Linked DNA regions of Mus musculus: region 2 is linked to region 1. Evidence: chromatin contacts called from public Hi-C data. All regions are on one chromosome and are shown on one strand. Each heading gives the region's core, a stretch centred on a gene start, on an enhancer-like site or on the middle of the called end of the contact. The rest is flanking DNA. Distances are from core to core; before and after follow the strand shown. Region 1 holds the start of 4930527A07Rik (RIKEN cDNA 4930527A07 gene). Region 2 overlaps Elp4 (elongator acetyltransferase complex subunit 4).

The links. Hi-C and Micro-C count contacts between places; a contact is called where the count stands out from the background.
Region 2: a Hi-C map of cerebellum shows a contact between it and region 1, with 2.8 times the contacts expected there. The contact joins the enhancer-like site here to the promoter of 4930527A07Rik in region 1. A contact is called at or near these places in 6 of 484 Hi-C or Micro-C datasets (cerebellar granule neurons, cerebellum, cortical neurons and 2 more).

Annotation. Positions count from the first base shown.
Region 1 is chr2:105,472,882-105,480,320 of GRCm38.p6, forward strand. 4930527A07Rik (RIKEN cDNA 4930527A07 gene) reads left to right here and starts at 3,562. Exons shown (of 3, transcript NR_166134.1): 1 at 3,562-3,974.
Region 2 is chr2:105,800,692-105,808,130 of GRCm38.p6, forward strand. All of the region lies in intron 7 of Elp4 (elongator acetyltransferase complex subunit 4), which reads right to left. Among named protein-coding and RNA genes, the nearest start is that of Elp4, 100 kb to the right of the region's middle. Within about 2 kb of position 3,965, at least 8 of the 459 cell types and tissues checked have an H3K27ac peak or open chromatin away from gene starts, as enhancers often do. A contact at or near this core is called in cerebellar granule neurons and cerebellum, where this site is marked.

The DNA of each region.
Region 1 (7,439 bases), core at 2,312-4,811:
AATTGAAGAAGAAGAAAGTACAGTAAGGATCTAGGAGAAAGTCTGACTCCTCACACAGGAACCATGTGCAGGCTGAGGACCCATGTCCTTCATCCTGTTTGGCCATTGATTGACAAAGCAGTTGCTAATGCTGCCAGGTTTTTATTGTTCTGTGTCTTAAAGCAACTTTAAATGTTTTTAATAAAGAAATAATGACTTAAGAATATGTCATTTAAATATAAATGTGTAAAATAAATAATTTATATTGAAGATTATAAAAGTCCACTACAGTATAATCCTAAAGATGAAGAAAGCCAAAACTTTCCACAACCATGCCCCTGAGAACCATCTTTCAAACATCATCCTGCCAACCTCTCTGAATATGTGCAAAGAATCTATGGAGAATACTCAGGCAAGTTCGAAGCATGCTTGACACATGGTTTCGTGTGTTGTTCTTTCTCTACCTAACATTCTGAGGTTAGCTTATTTCCTGTGTATTGCTTGAACAGCTTTCAAAATCATGATTCTAAATGGTTGTGTAATTGCATCGGGCGGATGGAGGGTGATTTATTTAACTACTTCCTAGTGGTGGAAAATTTAGATTAAATTGAAATAACTTTTCAATGAGAGGAAAAAAATCACAATGGTGCTATTTATGAACCAACAATGATTTCTGACTAGCACGAGCAGTCAGCAATAAAAGTCAGTGTCGCGACCTAGCATGTGATGGAAGCTCCAGAAACGTCTGGGGAATAGAGGTGGAGATCGTGAGGGATGAAGTGAATTATGAGTGTCTATTATTTGTATGGCTCAGTAAATATATACATGACAGAACCGAGTATCCACTTGTTAGTGACTTATCTAGTCACCTCAGAGCCTGAGCAAGGATTAAACAGTAATCCAGGGGGGCTTGTTAGAGAACATGGAGAAGCAGCCAGTCCTCATGGAAAGGCCCCTACTGATTCTCGAAGCACAGGTATGCTCCTTCTGCCTTAGCGTGGCTTTTACTTTCAAAAAAGCCATTCTTCAGTGTGTATACGTCTCCGTGCGTCTCCATGTGTATGCACGCCAGGAAGGAGTAAGGAAGACAGAGAGGTGAGCTCTTCCTTTGCACTTTCCCTGCCAAGAGCCATCAAAGGTCACACCAGTAGATCCTTATTAACTTGAAAATCTCAAAAGACACAGTAAACCTCTCTGGCTCTCTGTCTGATGCTCTCTACCACCCATTTATGACAAGGAAATAGAACGGAAAGGAGGTTCAATGACTTGGTCAAGACTTCTCTTTTCCAATGACAACCCAGGAAACAAGGTCAGGAGCCCAATCATGACAATGCGCCTAGATGTTTCCACTATGGGGCATTTCTGAGTGCCTCCCATGCTCTCTGTTCCCCTTTTCCATTTATCTTGGATGCACAATCTTTTTTTCAAAGAAGGGTGACACAGTTTAAGAAGACACTTCCTCCCATGCTTAGGGCCCCACATGTGACCTGTCCTTGACCTCTCCAGCACTCTTGGTCATTCTTTCCTGCTTTATCTCTAAAATACACAACCTATCTAATATAGTGTAGGCCAGATTTCACACTCAAAGGGCTCCTGATCAGACATTCTTTCAAAGGGATGTGGTGATTATAGATTCTAACAGTAACAGCTGCTACTTATTAAGCACCTACAATGTGTCACAAATTTGCCCAAATATGGATTCCAGTCCTTGGAAGATAAGCATCCTTGAGATGCCCTTCCAAGTGAATTAAACTCATGATTAGAAGGGTAACCTCAACCTCTAAAGAGGCATAAGGTTCAGAGCAGAACTGGGTCTTGTCCAAGGGAACTCAAATTCAAAGCCATCTAGCTCCCTTTGAACTGTCCTGCATCAGAGTTGAGAAGTGGCATTTTATGGCACTTGGGGTTTGGTTGGCTCTTTCCTGCCTGATGTCTAGACGATGAGCAGGCTACTGAGTCAAGTCCTGGGTGCCAGAATTTTTTAAAAAGAAGAGCCTTCCCTTCCGGTTTACTCCAGAGTCTCCCCTCAGACTTACCTTCCAGGCTCCACGGATGTTATTTTCCCCAAACTGTCAAACCTCTCGACTTCTGAAACTACTCTTTGTTTCTCCTTGAAGGTATGTACTTGGATGTTCTTAAAGTTGCTCACAAACGTCTCATCAGATTCTGCTCTGCATAGCCAAGAGCAAAAGAACCTTTGGTCGCCATGAAAGAGGATGTTCAAAGCACTGGGCATCGTCAGGGTTAAATCTCGTCCACTTCTATGTGCTCCTGTGACTGTGACCCAAACCCCTGACATAGACATATTATAAAGCAGAGACACTGGCACTTTGAAACTGGCTCGGAGAACCCAGAGTTGTATGGTGTCTGACACAGGCATGGCTTGTACTCCTGTTTGCCTTAGTTCGGGGCGGGTACTTCTTTACAGAGCTGGATGCAGAACGGCAGCCTTACCCTTTGCTAACTCCTTTCTTTGTCTTATTAAGAGATGGTTTTAACATACCACTCTTAAAAAGTTACTCCCTGGAGACTTTCTTCAGACAAACTCCAGCGTTCATTTTGAACAAGAGTGGAACAGTTGTGGATGAGGGGGCCATGTCTTGTCTGATGGGAAAGCCAGCTTTCTTTTCTCCATCAACTCCAGTATAGTTTTCTTCTCTCTAGAACCCTAGAACTCTTGAACTCTCTGGGGTACTGATGTGTCATTCTGCAAAGTGCAGACTTACAGCCAACCCCTAATCCCAGGAGCAGCTTCACCAAAAGCAGGAAGGAGGACACAAGGGGGAAGGAAATCCTGACAGAGCCTCCATTTTCTACTCTATATGAGCATGAACTCCAGAGAGAGAGAGAGAGAGAGAGAGAGAGAGAGAGAGATTTAACACTGAAATGGAGTAAAAGCAATCAACCAGGCCCAGGTCCAGAGCTTTGAGTCAAACCTTGAGTTACATTTTGTAATCCACCCAGCTGATTTTATTCATACTTTCATTGTGCAGATATGGACGGCCCGAAGAAAGATACCCAAGTACTCAACTTGGGAACCACCACAATGGGAGAATGTGCGACAGAGAGATAGGAAAGAGACAATGGAGAAAGGGTAGAGAAAGTAGAGCTGAGGGGGTTGTGTACTCTGGAGAAAGGTGGAACTGGAGACGACAGTGGTGGGCAACAGGCAGCTTTAGGAACCTGCACAACGGCCTGAGGACATGGTGATGCCTTGGCTTGGACTTTGGCAAAGGGCCATGTTTGGATCTGTGCTCCTGTGGCAGCTGGGGTCTGAGTTATCACCAAAGGCCATGCTGATGTCCGTGGTCTGGGCTGCCACTGGAGATCATGTGGATGTCTGAGGGCCTTGGTGCTGTAGGGGGGCATGCTCATCTGAGTGACCTGCTCTGACACCTGAGTCCATGGTGACAGCAGGGTCCATGCTGCTGCCTGGGACCATGTCAGGATCTAGAGTCCCATCACAGCCAGGGTCTGTGTTGGTGCCTCAGGTTCATGTTATCACCAAAGGCTATGCAGATGTCCCTGGGCTGGGCTCCTGAGGCACTGTGCTAGACTGGCCCCGCCCCTTGCCTGGGTGACACAATAGAGCTGACCCTGGTGTGAGGGTCAGGTGAGCTGGCCAAGGGTATGCGCATGGGACAGTTGGCCCTGCCCCTTGCCAGCTGTGATTCGAGGGCAAGCTAGCTGGGGCAGTACTAGACAGCTCGACAGGGTGGTACTGGTGCAGGAGAGCTGGTGGGCTGACCGACTCAGCTACCAACCAGGCCCAGATTCAGGGCTTTGAGTCAGCCCACCCCAACATCTACCCCATCTATGAACTGCTGGGTGGTGTGAAAAGCCCAGTCCTACAGATCCAAAGCTGCAGGATCTCCATGACACAGGGCAATAATAACAGGGTGACTAGGGGGAGTCTCCATGAAGATCTAGTACTGATGATGTAGCAGAAGCCAGATGCCTCCGACCAGAGCAGTGACTCCTTGCAATGAACACTTGTAAGTAAAGATGTGTGGACAGAAGGGTGTACTGTGGGCTACGCTGTGACAAGTTTGTTTGTTTTTTTTTAAATTCTATCCTATATTTGGTGGGGGAGGGAGAGGATGCAAGGGCAGGGGGTGTATAAGAAGGGACAGGGATATGAGTGGGGTTGGTGTGTGTGATTCACCAAAGAATCAATAGAAGGGTTTTTTTAATGTGTACTTCAAAGCTATAACTGAGTCTTGACAGTTATGTGCAGGAGTATTTTGCCTCCAGGAAGCAGACTCTTATCACCCACTACCTTCTCCCACACAGGGGACCAAAAACTGACATCATTCCTCCTGGGAAGACACTTCCTGCTCTGAGCTTCTTCAGGCCATTGGAATGGTTATATTATTTTTATTGTGAATTTTTATTTGGCTTAGTTTGAGGCAGAGTCTCGTGGACTAGCCCTGAACTGCTGATCCCCCTGCCTCGACCTCCCCTCCTGAGAGCTTGGATTATAAGCATCTGTCACCATGCCAAGCTAGAATGGTTATTTTTAAACTGCTCTTTTTTTTTTTTTAAAAGCATATATCCAGATTTGTTGCACCTACTTATAATATGAATTTAAAACAGTTTGTGATCAAATGGCAATTTTAATTTGTCTTGATTCATGTGAAAGTAATTTAAATTCACATTAGTATGCTGGAAACTGATCATTAACACTTTTTAACTGATTTTGTAAACACATTTGGCTTCCAAAATAAACATAAACAGGAAAGAGGAGGGCTTGGCGGAGCTGAGGCATGAAGGCACGCACCCATTGAAGGATCCTTAGCAGAAAACGCAAAGCCATTTGAGAGTTATTTCATCAGCCACTCACTTCATGAAAAATCTGCAAGAAAAATGTGAATAATTTCAGATTTGCCTGGTGGGGAATTTCAAACTGCAGGGTTGTATGTGTGCCTATCACGGCTCATTGCAAATCATTAAGACGGGGTGGGAGGTGCAAACTAACTAATGTTTCATAAAGCAGAAGGAATACGGCATGTAGCGAGATGAGCAAAGTGGCTGGGCCACCTCCATACTTAGCTGCAGCGAAGACTTGAAGATACAAGTCTCACAAAGGTTTCAAAGCTGGCTCTCCCCTATTCTACGCTCTGGTCCCCTCACCTCCTTCTCTGCTGTGGGATTGCTTAGCCTTCACCCAGACACTTCGAGGGCCCTCAGCTCCCCTGTCTATAATGTTCCATTGTTGTGTCTTAGTGCCCAGGAGTGTGTCATTTAAATATATACCTTGCAAAAAAGTCCAACCTAACTGCACGCTTACAAATTTCATGGGAATTTAATTCATAACATTCCCCTGACACTCTTTAAAATTTTTATTACGTTTTATTTATTCTCTCTCTCTCTCTCTCTCTCTCTCTCTCTCTCTCTCTCTGTGTGTGTGTGTGTGTGTGTGTACCCCACAGGACACACATCAGAATTGAAGCACAGTGCTCGGAACTCTGTTCTCTCCTTCCCGTTCACCGCGTGGGTAGTAGGGTTGGCAGGCTTGGCTGGATACCTTTACTCACTGAGCCTTCTCACTACCCAACCACACAGACTTTTAGACCACACCCTGTCTTAGGCCACACCCACTCATAGACCACCCCCTTTCCTTCTCTTGGTCCCCTTATTTACCATGGTCTTTTAGGCTAGTGGTTTTCAACCTGTGGGTCAAATGACCCTTTCACAGTGGTCACATATCAGGCATCATGTATAACATATATTTACAATTACAGTAGTAAAATTACAGTTATGAAGTAGCAACGAAAATAATTTTATGGTAGGTATCACCATAACATGAGAAAATGCATTAGGAAGGCTGAAAAACACTGTTTTAGGCATTTTCTAATCTTCCCAAAAATTCCTCCAATCTACAGTCCCTGGAACTTGTGAGACTTTCTGTCTTCTCATTTGCAAAGGGAAAAAGGAGGCTTGAGCCCTCAACCTGTGGGGTTCAAACGCAGCATCCTGTTAGGAACCAGGCTTGGGACCAGATGCAGCATCAGTTCTCACCCCAACCTGCTACCAGGCAAGGTGCTTCGTCTTTCCTTTCTCTCTTACGATCTGTAGAACACAGATAATGACATTTATTTCATATGACCGATAAACAGATGAGGTAGCTACTGATAAATGGATAGCTAAGCTGTTCTTACAGCAACAGTCTTTTCTATTTGTTTGTTTGTTTTTAATGTCACAACAGCCCTGGCCCAAAATACTTTCCAAGCTGCTCTTTCCTTAGTATTGCTGTGATCCAACAATGTGTTGACATGAGAAGACTTGGGTGTGGCTGAGCATGGCAAAGGGCAGCTTTCTATGCTCAGGGAGTGAGGTCCCAGAAATGATACAGCCAACGAAACCAGCCCAAGCTTGTGACTTTCAGGTTCTTTTCTTGAGATTTCAAAGAATGACAGTCACAGACCACATGAAGTGAGTTTTAAGAGCCGTTTATTATAGGCTCATTGGACAGGATCTTAAAGAGAGAATGGAGGCAGGGGTGAAGAGAACAGAATTCCTGCACAGTGGGAGAGAGTTCTCAGGAAATAAGGTGCTACCATTGAGCTGTTAATCTGGGGACTTTGTAAAAGACTATAGCAGATGTTGGCATGGTGTCCAGGAAGAGAGATAAGAGTTTCAGTCTGTCACAGGGTATCTGGGTTCCTCCCCTCAGTTTCAGGTCCATAGTCACAGCTTCTAAGAAGAGGCACAGGGAGATAATACCAGAATTCCCGTCCTGTATTCCTGGCCTCGAGCAAGGATGTTCTTAGAACAAATTGTTCTAGTTTGCTCCCTATCATGATAAACACCATAATGAAAACAACTTGGGGAGGGAAGGTTTATTTGCCTTACATATAGGCTGCAGTCTAACAGCAGGGGAAGTCAGGGCAGAAGCTCAAGTAGAAACCACGGAGGCGTGCTGCTAACTGGCTGCACTTTGCTCTAAATGCTCACCTGCCTAAGGGTCGTTCCCCTAACATTAGGCTGGGCCTTCACATGTCAATCATCGATCAAGAACTAATCAAGTCCTCGAAGACATAGCCACAGGCCAGTTTGCTAGAAGCAATTCTTTAATTAAGGTTCCATCTTCCCAGGTGTCTCTAGTTGTGTCAGATTGACAACTGAAAAAAAAAAAATGGCTAGGACGCTGCTGCTTTGAGATCCCTGCCTTACTTGACCAGCTTCTGGGCTGGTCTTATCATTGTCTCCCATTTGTCCCTTGCCTTGAACTACACAGAAACCACAGATTAGGGGACAATGACAAGGTCCCTTCCCCGGAGAAGCATCGACTTTACCTATGACTCTTTATGGAATTTCATTCAATGGAGCCTGAGCATTAAAGTCTACATTAACAGAAGAGAGGGGAAATGGCTCCTGGCTTTGAGTTAGGTCCAGTTGTTCTGTGTGTCTGCTCATCTGAGTTGGATGGCGTAAACACCAGGAAGACATGTTGTCAT
Region 2 (7,439 bases), core at 2,715-5,214, 330 kb after region 1:
AAAAACATTTAGTAAAAATCTGTTCTAATATTTTGGCCTACAACCAGAAGCTCCCAGAACAGGAGGGATCAGCTTTTTCACCCACTGTTCTCATCTGAATCCTGGCTTAAAAGCTATTCCAGCTCCCAGCTTTCCAGAAGGCTCCATCCCAGGAATCCTTGCCTGCCATTTGGTTTGCTGCTTTTAATCTCCTAGGACTTTCTTAGTGGCTCTACTCTGCTGAACTGGCACTTGCTCCGAGAAGTGAGTTATTATTAAACCTGTAGGTCAATTGTGGCACTAACAACTCTTTGGAAGCTTTCAGACACAGTGTACAATTTGCTGGTCTAATTAAATATTAATTCTAAGTGTTACATTTTGTGGCTAAGAGCTTTTATTTTCCATCATCAGCCTGGAAGAGAAAGAGGTTACAAGGCTAATTTAATCTCTCCCTTTGTACTCCCCAACATTAAAGATTGACTACGTAGGATATGAAAACATTATTAAAAGAGCTAGAACTCTTTATATAATAATAATGTAATTAATAGCAAAGGGCTAAAACATAACATCAGGGCACACTATTTGACCTGGTATTTAAACAGCTGGAAAATATCAATAGTAGCAAGCATATTTTGTCTTAGCTTTAAGAGATAGCTATATTTTTTCAAGGCTATTAAGTGTTCTTTCAGGAAGGGCAAAAATTTGAGTAAGTTAAAAATCTTCATTTATTTTCCCACAGAGATTTTTCAGATAGCTTGTAACACAAAGGATAAAAGATTTTTATGAAATACATGCACAATTAAACTATTAGCTCATTTTAAATTAAAAAATATGTAAAAATAATGTAAAAGACCCTTCCCTATTTTTTTTGTTTGTTTTTGTATCCAGTTCCCATATATTGAATACACAGGCCGCTCCCTGCTTCTGCTTCCAGAACAGCTCTGTCTGTGCCTAGGCTCTGATCACAGTAAAGGAGATGTGGTCCAGACGCCTTAGCAGTGACTTGCTCTCTATCCCATGACATATTCCACTCTTTATGTAACTGAGGATTTGTGCTTGGCCCTAAACAGTCCTTTAGTTAAGAATCGCTAACACAGGACTACACATCAACCACAATACAAAACATCGTCCCAGTTGTTTCAGGAGCATGGAAATCAAGCCAAACGACTACTTTCTTACAGTGTACTGGATACGCTTTAGTTAGATGAAGCATAATGGAAGGCTTCTAAAAGGTCTTTTCCCTTTTCAATATGAACACAAGTCTGATTGGCAATTAATACATCCTGTTCCTATTTAATGTGCATAACTACCTTAAGACAAAATGCATCTACACTGCTGTAGATGCTCTGTGTTGACAGAAAATTACAGATATTGTGAAGTGTAAGTTTCAGTCATTTTTGAACAAGAAAATCGGCCAAATATATAGTGCACGTTATGTACACAGGCTGCGGCAGTGTCAGAGTCTGAGAGATGTGCTAATGTGCACGCTGAACAGAAAACAATTGGGAACTATACGAATCCCACTTTAGAGGAAGAGGATTGGAACAATTCTATTACTTGCTATTTAAAAAAAATAAATTATAACTACAGCTTACTAAATTTACATAAAGTCACAAGAATTTGACACATGCAGCATACAATTTAAATGAATTGAATATAATTCAGTTCATTTGAAAAAAAAACTTATAAACCTTGTAAATGTGTCATTTTCTTACAATCACTTTTAGACTAATTAAGATCTAAAACAATGACAAGTTGGTTGTAATTGATGAAAATATCTCGAGTAAGAGAGTAATCATGAAAAAAATGATACCTAGACTATTTAGCTCTATTTATTAATAATGGATAGTTATGATTAATGGAGGCTATAGCTATAATTTTCATACTTAATTATTTTCCTTATTAAGGTACAGTTTTAAAGATCAATGAAAACTATGTGTATCTACGTGTGGGCATATGCATGTGTGTGCAGGTGTGTGTGAACACCAGGGGTATCAGATCCTCCTGGAGCTGGAGTTATAGACAATTCTGAGCTGCCTGACACGGGTGGTGGGAACCAAACTCAGGTCCTAAGAGCAGTCTGTGCTCTTAACCAGTTAGCCACCTGTCCAGTATCCCTTTAAAAAGCCACTTTAAATACTTTAAGAAATAAGATAAAATAGTTTAAGATATATAAGTCAGTTCTAATAATTAGATTATCACAACAGTTACAGGAAAATATTACTGAAAATTTTATAGTTAAAAGCTTGATTATTCATCAATTATATTTAACTCTTTAAATTAGACTCTATGTATGTATCTATGTATGTGTGTATGTATGTATGTATGTATGTATGTATGTGTGTATGTATGTATGTATCTATCTATGTGTATGTGTTTATAATGCGTGTGACACGCTATGCATGTGGAGGTCAGAGGTCACTTGGCAGGAGTTGGTTCTCATTTTCCATGCAGGTGGATTCTGGACACCAAACTCAAACTGTCAGACTTAGCAGAGACCTCTTCCATGGCAACAGTTCTTTAAGAATAAGAATACTTTCTTATTTATTTAAGAATAAAAGATAAATTTAGAAGTCCATTGGAGTCCACTTACAAGATACTTATAAATGATTTGTAAAGGCAGCCATGGCTTTACTTGGTATAGCTGGTAATATTCTGGCATTGAATAAATGCGGTGTTACCAGATGGAAACATTTCTCTCCAGACAAATGTTTTGCATTATTCACTTCAGTAGCTTCAAAGCTCTAGCATATTAACATTATCAACTAATTTTAAAAGTTTTTAATTAAGATAAAAATGTAAACCTCTTTAGTTTTTAAGAGATAGGGTTCTTTGTTCCCTTTTTAAAATCAGGAAATAACACTTTCTTTAGTATTTGCCAAATAGCATGGGTGAGTTTTATCCAATGAAGAACTGGGGTAAAAACTGTTATCATTCGAAGACAGTAACTATGTGATAAAGATACTGACTACAAATATCAAGTCACCAACTGCCAATGACAATAAATAAAGACATGCTGCAGTCTAGTTTCACGTTTGAAATCTGATCTGAGAAAGGTTAACCAACGCAGGCACTGACTGATGTTCTTAAGCAAATGCAGGAGATTTTCCTTCCCGCATTATCACAGGGAAAGAAACATTTTACGTTGTCTGTGTTGAAAAGTCCCCTAGAGAGTGTAGATTATGAAACACTGATAAAAAAATTGCAGTAAAAAAGAGAGAGAGTAAATATTCTTTGAAAAAAAAACTATGAAAAGGGTATAGGAGAATAACCTTCCATTTTAATACCAAGTGTTTACTTCCTGACAGTTTTAGGTAAAAGTGTTTTTAATCTATTTAAAAATACAAATCAAGGATAAGTTATCATGGGTTGTATGAGAAGTATACAAGTAATAGAAAATATATTTTCTTTTCATTTTGCTAACAAAACTGTATTTAGGCACAAAACTAAGCTTTTATTTCCAGAAAGAAATATTACTGATTCTCATTTTTTTACAAGCACACACTATCACTGGGATTAAAAAAAAAAGTATAAAATGTTTACATAATTTTGAGATAGATAACAAATCTCACCAATAGTTAAGACAAATGCTACTTACAGATCAGAAAGAAATGATGGTGTTATAGCTGACTAGATATAGAAATTAAAATGTCCCATTTTACAATACTTTATGCTCACTATGCCAAAAATAATGTTGCTAAAGGCATGGCATGGGATAGTCACTCATTCCCAAGAGTAAGCAGGGCCGGAGGAGTGCTCCTTGTACTCAGAGGATAATAACCACTCACATAGAGATTTATACATAAAGATTTAAAGTCTTCGTATAATATAACATGTAGAAGAATAGAAGAGGGCTTAGTTAAGAGGGCTTAGTTCCTTTTCTTAGATATAAGCTTTTTTTTTTTTTTCCAGTTCATGATAACATCGCCTCAACAAGAGTCGGGACAGTTATGCTGTGAGAACCTGAGCATCTGCTGTTATTATCGCCGAGGCCTGTCTACTTCCCGAGTCTGTGAGACCACATGCTCGGCTGTCCTCTCATCTTGCCATCCTCACCAATTAACTATTAACGTGGAGGGCTGTACACATGCTCTCAGGGGCTCTTTAACAGGCTTCTTGGCGAGTGGAACAACTACTCAGCAGGGATGTGGGAACTAAGTAACGCTGGGAGAGAGGGCACTACGGTGGCTCTGCCCCTAGTCACACTCATAGTTCAGTGTGGAAAAGAACCACACTCAATGGAGCCATCTTCACATATATTTTAAGACAGGGTCTTGGGACAGATACTAAACTATATTCTAGTATAAGAGTTATGAGTAATAATACTACAATTTTATAGGGAAAACTACTTAAAACTACATGTCTGTCTGAAGACATTCATAATATGCCTCCTAAATAGTTTCAGTCCTTTTAAACAGGTATTTAGAACTTATTTTTATACATTGACTTCAAAGCACACTTGTCAGCTTCTATTGTATTATTATAGAAATAACCTTAAATCAAATCAAATAAAACATTTCAAGTTTAAAGTTGTAAGACTTTATGTAAGAACACAAAATAATTCAAATAGAAACTTTAAAAATCACCTTTGTTCACTCTGCTTATAAGTATCATTACAACAATAAGTTGAAATCAGTTTTGAATCTATTATTTTCCCTATTTTAACTTCTCCCCCTCTTTTGCAATTTCCTTAACTATGTGTTCCTTCCCTACAATGAAATTAAACATGGGAAGCATGCCAAAAGTACAATAAAGGGTAACTAATCATTACTGTACAAGTCTGACAGAATGCTAATAACTGAGACAAGAGCACTGATTGGCTGTTTCACTACTCCAAGAGATGAAAATATTTTATATACCCTTAGTCTTGTGCTAATTTAAAGATGGTTAATTATATGACAAAAATTCCAAGGATATGAAATAACATTTTTTTCCCTAACAGAAACAATTATTAACACCAAAGCTCAAATATCCAACACATAACACACACACACTTCCCACACCAGACCAAAAAAAAAAAAAAAAAAAACCTTCAAAACACCCAGTATAACAATAACTAACAAAACCCTTACCACTACCAACGAAACAAAACAAAACTAACAAACATTAAACAAATAAACCCCAAACCCAAACCACCAGCATTCATACTGTTTTTGTTTTATTTTATCCTATCTTCAACATCCCTGAGGTGGTGACTTTGTTATGTTTTATCCATAGATACCTATCACGATGCTTCCGGTATTTGAATGAATGAATGAATGAATGAATGAATGAATGAGTGAATGAGGCAGCGAGTGTGCAAAACTGTCCTAGTCACACAATCACCATTTAAACTCTGACTTAGAGACTCCAGAAATAGTTCTGGTCATGGTAGGAAAACTGTTGTGAGTCTTGTGAAGTTTATGCTGCTAGAAAATAAGCACGTATCTGTGCTTCCTGGTCTGCCTTTAGCCCAATCCAGGAGAAAACATTGCTAGGTGTTCTTCATGAGAAGGGTCAGGTAACTGAAGAGCTCTATTCTCCTTCTGCTGTAAGGAGTGGTGGCCAGACTGTCTAGCATGCCACACAGGCGTTTCCCTCTTATCTGCTCTCAGTTCTTCTACTGCAGTAACACACCAAACATTTTCATTTCTGACAGATCTCTCTCTTCTGATTATCAATTCTGAGGGCCTCTGAAGTAAAACCCAGCACTGACGATGACTGCTAACACATACCGAATGCCTACTGTGTGTCCAGCATTGATGATGACTGCTAACACATACTGAATGCCTACTGTGTGTATTTTTCATCCTCTGAATTGATTAATTTTTGTTTCATTTTTTATAGATGAAGAGTCTAAGACCGAGAAAGCTAATTGAGACCGAGTAATTTATCAAGCATCCCAGCCTCCAAAGGCACACTTTCTTTTTATCATCAGATGCTGCTTTGTTCTCACGCTCTCCCTACTTTGATTCTATGCCAGTATTTCTATGGAATAAGCAGCATAGCATGGTGGCTGAGAGTGCAGCAACTAGAGGCACTACTCAGGCCTACTGTCTGCTGTGTAACCTGAGAGAAGATAACAGCATCAGCACCTAGTCTAAGGGTTACATGAGTTACTATCTAGGGAGAGTTTAGGACTACATCTGCCTACAGTTATCAGTACACACATACTATGAAACAAACTCAGTCTCTCTGTTTTGTATATTCATGTTTCTAAATAGGCGTGTATGTGAGCATGACTGCCTCATGCATGTCTGTGCAGAGGCCAGAGGTCAATTTTGGCACTTACTCTGTAAGCACCACTACCATCCACTGTGTTTTTTGAGACAGGGTCTCTTGCTGAGACCTGGAGCTTGCAGCAAGTTCTGAGGAACCATTTGTCTCCTCCTCACCAGGGCTAGGATCACAAGTGGGCTTCACTACCCTATTAGAAGGTGGCTAGTGGGTTTACTAACAACACTTTCCATTCTGAGAACACAATCATGCTGCTTAACTTTAAACAAGCCATCTGTCTGATTTAAATCTTGCTATTTTTATTTCAAAGTGGTCTCTCTTGATACAATAAAAAGCATAAGTTTAAACAATATTGTGTAGAAAGGCTCTAAACCTTGGCTCCAAGACCTTGCCATTCAACCATCTAAATTGTGCTGTAGAGGGGATGACCTGATAGCACTTGAGAGGATCATTGTTGTTCCTTGAAATGTAAGGAAGGGGAATCTGTCAGAGACATCACAGTGGCTAGGACCAGTTTAAAGGAACAATCACTTACAATACAGCTTTGAGTGGTCTCTGTTTTGTTTTTCATTAATTTTTATTCACTTTTAAAATAAATATAAAATTACATACTCAAGTTGTTATTTTACAACTGTTTTTCTTTACTTGCAATTTTGCAGAAGAAAGCATACATCCATATATTTGTCATTTGTCAAGAATGGAACTTTTTGCCTAATCTTTCACATACTCTAATGTGACAAGGACTTTGCAATGATGATTTTCTCTTTAAAAATACTAAATAATAGCAGTGTTAATCAAGAGCTAATTTGCAGAGTTTTTGTGACGGCTGAGGAGCTCTGTGATATAACTATAAAGATGGAAGGGGCTAGAATCTAAGGAGAAACATAAGCCTTGCCACTTACTGATTGGACCACCTTGGGAAGCAGAGATTAGAAATAATCGTCTCCCAGGGTTGTGGTAAAGACCCCCTGACATAAGGCTCTGAGATGCCAGGGCTTTAGAAGCAGATGCAGACACGACACAATGGAACTTTTCCCTGTAGCTTCGGATCTACCATCAAATCATCAAGCTCACCATGAGGAACGACGCTACCATTGAAGTATTTATTTTACATTAACATGATGAACAATGAAAACATTATAAGCATGTTTAGCATGTCTAACACTGTTACAAAAAGAAGTTTTCCTATAATATTTATATAGATTTAATATCATTTTGAGAATAACATAAAATGACATATTTTT